2 separate regions of the Bombyx mori genome follow, and region 1 is linked to region 2. A link is a contact called in public Hi-C data. All regions are on one chromosome and are shown on one strand. The core of a region is the stretch at or near the end of the contact, and the rest is flanking DNA. Distances in the headings are between cores, read along the strand shown. Region 1 has its middle 30 kb from the start of LOC134200099. Region 2 holds the start of LOC101741792 (SWI/SNF-related matrix-associated actin-dependent regulator of chromatin subfamily E member 1).

Region 1 (3,212 bases), core at 526-3,025, 52 kb after region 2:
TTCGCTAAATTATCCAGACCGGCATCAACAGGAAACAGAAAATATGAAATTAAATTATTAGTTTGGTTTGCTATTTTAGGGCGTTTTTTTTTTTTGTTTTTTAAATAAACATAATAATATTATTATAAATTTTTTAAGTTCATGTAAATAAGAGAGCGAAATTTTAAATTACTTCATTTTAGTAGTTTAATTTCACTAACGCAGAACCGTTCCGGTCTGTGAAGACGTAAAATTAAGATTAAAACTCATTTGTCTATCATGGTTTTTAATTAATGACTATAGTGGTGGTCAAGACTCAATCAGTTAGTGGTTAATGACCTTGACTGCAGAGCACGGCTCAGTTCGAGTCGTGGACTTAGTGTTTTTTTTTGGCGTTCGGATGTCTAATTGTACTGGTTATTTATTATATTTGTCTAAGTGGTGACCATTTAATGTGCTCGTGGTCACTTTTTGGGAATAAGTGACCACGGTAGTGACACGGTAGGCAGCGGCTTGGCTCTGCCCCTGGCATTGCTGAAGTCCATGGGCGACGGTAACCACTGACCATCAGGTGGGCCGTATGCTCGTCTGCCTACAAGGGCAATAAAAAAAAAACATGCATTGAGTATGCATTGAGAAAGTAATGCTCTTGATATTTAGACTTTTACAATTGATCACGACACACAACACAGTTCTTAGGTTGACTACTAGTCCATTAGCCATTTCTATTTCATTCTACCCAACTTAGGCTCTGCATACGTTTACAATCTCTCATTGAAAAATTTACTAATGACCCGAATGCGACTATATTATTTATGTTTTTCTCAGTCACGAAAAAAATTCACACTTGGATTTCTGTAGACAGGTACACTGACCAGACAGGCCGTAATTTATATTTAGGTACACCACCGGAAAAAATGCCAAGAAAAATGGCGTCACTATTGATCGCTATATCGATTCTTATTTATCCAGTCAACATTGGAGTTCGTGATGAAATATTTGCACGGTTCGTTTATATTTTGTCAACAAATTATGTACGTTACTTAGAATTGATTTGGCATGACTCCAGATAAATATTGACCGCCCGAAAACAGTACTGCTGTCTGTTGAACCCGACTTATCCGAATACTACTAAATCGTTTTAATAATAGTATCATGTTTAAAAATATAGGATTAACGTCATCGTGTTTCAGTGGTAGCTTATGTGTCACTTGCTTCAGAGATAACGGTTTCGGGAGTGGTTATGTGACCATTATTTCTGTTTTTACGGTGTGGACGGAATCTGATGTTTACGAGTGCTTTTGAGCGGTTCGGCAATAATAGGCAAGAGACTGTGTATTCCCAAAAATCTTAGAGTGTGTTTTCAGAGATTTTTCGCCACGTATCATTAAGCTTTGAAATGAAGCGTCTTCACGTTGTTTCCTGATTGCTATGACGTGCCTTTCTTCAAACGAGGCTTACGGAAAGTACTCAGTGGTAGGGAGCGACTTGGCTGTACTTCTTTCTGATGTCCAATGAGCAACGGTAACCACAATTACAATGCATAGGGAATAAATAAAAAAACAGACGCGCAACATGCTGTACCAGATGTAAGAGTCACTTTTTACTATAATACTTTAGGCAAATTACTAGAAAAGACAGCGATGACTTTGAAATTGAATCGCCGGTGAGATCGATGGCGAAAGCTCACGAGGTCTCAGTCCGATAATTTGCCCCAGTCAGGTTCGCATCACACCCGGCGCATCAATACGCGATGCGTTGCATGTCACCAAGGATAGTGATCGGTGGCGCAAGATTATTTTTTACTAGATGAGTCATCTTCATATTTTGTTTACAGTTGAACAGAGTTGATAAGACCATGAGGAAGGCGTGCCGCTTGTCACTCATCTGTACTACGATTTTGGCAAGCTTGGTTTCCGCCAGTCTAGACTTTATTTACAATATGCGTTGCGACGCGAAGACCGCACGCACGGCTTTAGTTTGATTGTAGTAAAACTATTACAATTTACAAAGTGCATTTTTTTTATTGCTTGCATGGTTGGACGCGTTCACAGCCCAAGTGGTTACCAGAGCCCATAGACATCTACAACGTAAATGCGCCACCCACCTTAAGATATAAGTTCTATGGTCTCAGTATAGTTACAATGGCTGCCCTTCAAACCGAAACGCATTACTGCTTCACGGCAGAGATAGACGGGCTCGTGGTACCTACCCGTGCGGACTCACAAGAGGTACTACCACCAGGTCCAACTCTACAAAATCGTATCCAATTTATCATCAAATGCGCTGATAAGACTAATTTTAATGGCGATCATCATGTCGAGGTCCTAAATATTATGTACGAAATCAGAAATGTTCAGCGGACAATGATATTAACGTTAACTTTGAATCAATTTAAAAGTTATGACCACAGATTACATTTTGATGAACTGTATATGATTTGGTTGATATAGACGAGGGGGCGAATTACGATCTAGCAGTCTATTTAAGTCTCACCTTAATGCGGTCAACTGGTTTTCCAGTGTAGTGCAATGCCAAATTTAAGTTGCATCTGGAATTTAAACACTAATCACAAGGATAATAGCTTCTGTTACCTCATTATTTGCCTATTTGTATATACGAATGTTATTCTCGAGTTTAACATTTGCTTTGGTAATTAAATTGTTTGATAATCCTTGACGTAAGTGTTGACAAAACTATTTAAATAGCGGTGCTTTTCTAGTATTTAGCATAAGAAATGTTGAAAACGAATTAGCCAAACAAACACTGCACCTTTTCACCGTAACATCAATCATAGTAGCCGCGTCAATGTTTATTTGCTTATTTAAATGCGAATATCTTTTTTTCCTATCTATTCGATAGTAGACTTATTGGCTGGTAGGTTGGTTGCGTCCAATTTTCAAGCAATGGCTATTCCAGCTACACTCGGATGGGAGCTCGGCTCAACGGGTTCAACCTGAGAGAATTTGCTAACATTAGCCCTAGCAAGAGCGGTGCTTCGGAGAATCTACAACTGGATCAGAATCGCGACCCACTGAGTAGATCCGGAGAGAAAGTCAGTGGCACGAATATCCATATCACAATTCTGATATTCCTGTCCATATATGATTGAGGTCATCAAAGGATGTTTCCTTCCGTCACGTCGTTTGAATTATAATTGATGTATGTTTAATGGACAGAGCCGCCCAATACCTGGTGATAATGTAAGACAGGTTATATACTTGGCTCATACC
Region 2 (3,098 bases), core at 431-2,930:
TGCTCTAAGTAAAAAGTTTAAATGCAGTTAGATACCAGCTATATCAGGTACAGTTCTCAGCACTGCCAAGCTTGCAATGGCGACAACTTCACATGTTAATGAAGTTAGTATCTAACAACATTCTTACTAACAATAAACAATCTATTTGATAAAATACTATAACTATTGCCATTAATATTTTATTAAAAAAATCTAAACGTAATTAGCACTGCTATCATTACATTAGCTTATTACTAACTTATTTCTTACTAATTTATAATTTAAAATATACAGTGTAATGTGTTGATTGCCATCTTGTCCCTCCATTATTTTGCTGCAAGAAAACTCACAGCATATCAATGTAAATATGAAGAGGTCTCAGGAAACATTTAAATCAGATCAGACTTAAATTAAGAGAAAATCCAACAAAGTTTATATAAAAGGAAACATTTTTAAAAGATTAGTATTATCTAGTTTTTAAATAAAATTAGCTGTTTAGAACATATCATTACAAATTCAATGGCAGTCAACATTCACTACATTAATAATATTTAAAATTTAATAAAATATATATTTAAATTTTTTGTGATTATAGTTGGTAATACAAACGCGGATTGCTCTGAGGACTGGGCATTGACATCGAAGTGTTTTGTTTGTAATTGTTTTGTGTAGCCATTGGCACACCTGAAACCAAATTTTGAATTTATTCCAAAACAAGCATATTTATTGGCTTATCATTCTTTATTTTTTGTACTCATAGTTTATGAGCTAGTGTCATAGTCATATTATACATTTTATAAAACAAGTCTCACACCATTACAAACTCAATACTGGTGAAACTACTTCACAAGCACTTCTTGTTCAAATTTTTGGGATGTATATAATTACAGAAAGAACACCAGCTGTATAATGGGGATTATTTAAAAAATGTATTGCAGTTATGGCAATTTAATTTCAATCCCCTCGTTTGCATTTTATTAAGTTTCATTTAATGATTTCTAGTCTACATAAGGTGTTTGGGAAAACAAACAAAAATATATCCTTAATCTGTACTTAATACTTTTAATTAAAATGTTATAGGTGGAAATCACAAAACTGAAAAAAACAAGAGACGACGTCGATATTGAAAGTCAGTTCTTTTTTATTCGCTTCATTTTATAACCACTTTGTTGAAGGGAGGCTGAATGACTAATATTACAAATGATTAAATTGGAGTCTTATTTGGATAGGCTAATATAAAGAGGCTATGATCACGCTGTGTTTGCATTGTTAAACATCTTAATGAAAATGCCAACAGTACGGATGTATTTGAATTTAAAGATAACTTAAAATGTTTAATTTTTTTGAATGAAATTGCTTGGAAATAATGCAACAATTATTTTGTAAGTCTGTTTACTTTTTTGTTGTAATACGAACAAATCCGCTATCAAGATACATTGTTTATAAAAATAAAGTTTTATGCAACCATATTACTTACTTACTTATTTAGTAAAAACCAAAGAGTAAAGTAAGTTAAAACTTAATAAATGATGTATCGTACTACCTTATCGCTTTTATTGAAAGTTCAAGCTTGGTTTAATTTTTAAAAGGCTCGATAATGGCAACGCGTCTTTTTCATTAAAATACTAACGGGCCTATTTCAATCTCCATCTTTCATTCCATTTTTAATTTAATTGAACCAAATGACAATTGACGTTGTCAACGTAGATTAGAGTAGAGCAATTTATGGTATCAAATGTAACACATAGTTTTGTTAGTCGATTATTAAATTGTACGTTCATTCTAAGGTCGTTTTAAAATGTTGATTTTGGATCTCTTCGCGTTTAATTGTGTAAAAATTGTGATTTGTTAACTATTTGGCATTAGTGAAAGTGTATGTACAAATGTGGGAAAATTAAACACAAGCCACCGAACGTGGCATCTCTGGTTTTTCGAAAAAATCCACCGAACTTTCAGTAAATAACCACTATTTTGCTGCTCGTGGGTTGTTAGGTCTCTTTGGAGGCGCTCGGGCAGTTGTTAGCAAATCCTGGCTGAGTGTTTGCTCGCCGATCTGTCCTGGCGAAATTGAAAAGGCCTCCGGGCCACCAGTAATCTCTCAATCCTAAAAAAACTGTATTTTACGGAGACTTTACTTTTTTTTATCCCATTTCATGTCGTCTCTTTTAATTTCATCCCAATTGATTGAAGACTCAAATTAATGAAGTTAATCTCATATCGCACAGCATTTTTCATATAACGGAATAATAGAAGCTTTTATATACTCTGTATGTAGAAATCTTTTAAATTAAACTAAGATAAAAGAGAATGTAACTATTGGCCATAAATAAACATTAAGAAAACAAATGTCAGATTTAAAAAAAAAAGAAGAAGAAGAAAGAAGCTGGTTTGGAAGATAAAATGCCAACACAACGATACACGATAAAGGGGGTAATCGGATCGCGTTGTTGTTATGAAAAAACGTTACATTGTCTTCTTTTTTTTTACTTGCAAATAACGCCCTTGATGATTATTGTTGCTATCGTCACACACAATTTACATTAGAGCAATACCTACGCTAATGGTAAATACATAAAGATAATAACTGCTAGAATGCAGTTAGTTTCTTCAAAGCGCACTGAACAAATTTTTAAATTAATTTATTAAAAAATTAAATGTTATTTAAGTCACACCAAAATACATTATAAATACATGCAATGGTCATATAAACTCATTCACAACGAAGGGCTGTTTTGACTATGGGCGGAGTGCAAGTGAGCATTCATGGATTCGATAAAAGCTATCTAGCATATGAAGCTAGGGTACCTTTTAATATTATTCCGAGATAGGTGTGGCTTGACATTGCGAAATTAGTAGATGATAATAATGCTAATTGTCATGTTACCAGGTTTCATTGTTTGAGCCTATCTGTACATGTATAAACTAAGGCTACGTATTGTGTATGACTTATGTCTGCGGCTTTGGAAACAGAGTATTCAGATTCACTAGTGCGGGACAAACACGCTGATCGAGACTGTGGTTTTTTTTATTGCTTAGATGGGTGGACGACCTCACAGCCCAATTATATAATTGTGTACTATTGTTTTAATTCAGATGGTCCAACTCGGCTCTGTCTTCAG

Evidence for each region. Hi-C and Micro-C count contacts between places; a contact is called where the count stands out from the background.
Region 1: a contact with region 2 is called in a Hi-C map of midgut, with 1.6 times the contacts expected there. The contact joins the enhancer-like site here to the promoter of LOC101741792 in region 2. A contact is called at or near these places in 3 of 7 Hi-C or Micro-C datasets (midgut and whole pupa).

What each region holds. Positions count from the first base shown.
Region 1 is chr14:6,576,551-6,579,762 of ASM3026992v2, forward strand. No RefSeq gene overlaps it. Among protein-coding and RNA genes, the nearest start is that of LOC134200099, 30 kb to the left of the region's middle. Within about 2 kb of position 1,776, at least 3 of the 8 cell types and tissues checked have open chromatin away from gene starts, as enhancers often do.
Region 2 is chr14:6,524,599-6,527,696 of ASM3026992v2, forward strand. LOC101741792 (SWI/SNF-related matrix-associated actin-dependent regulator of chromatin subfamily E member 1) reads right to left here and starts at 1,681. Exons shown (of 13, transcript XM_062672067.1): 1 at 1,523-1,681; 2 at 589-663. The coding sequence starts at 655.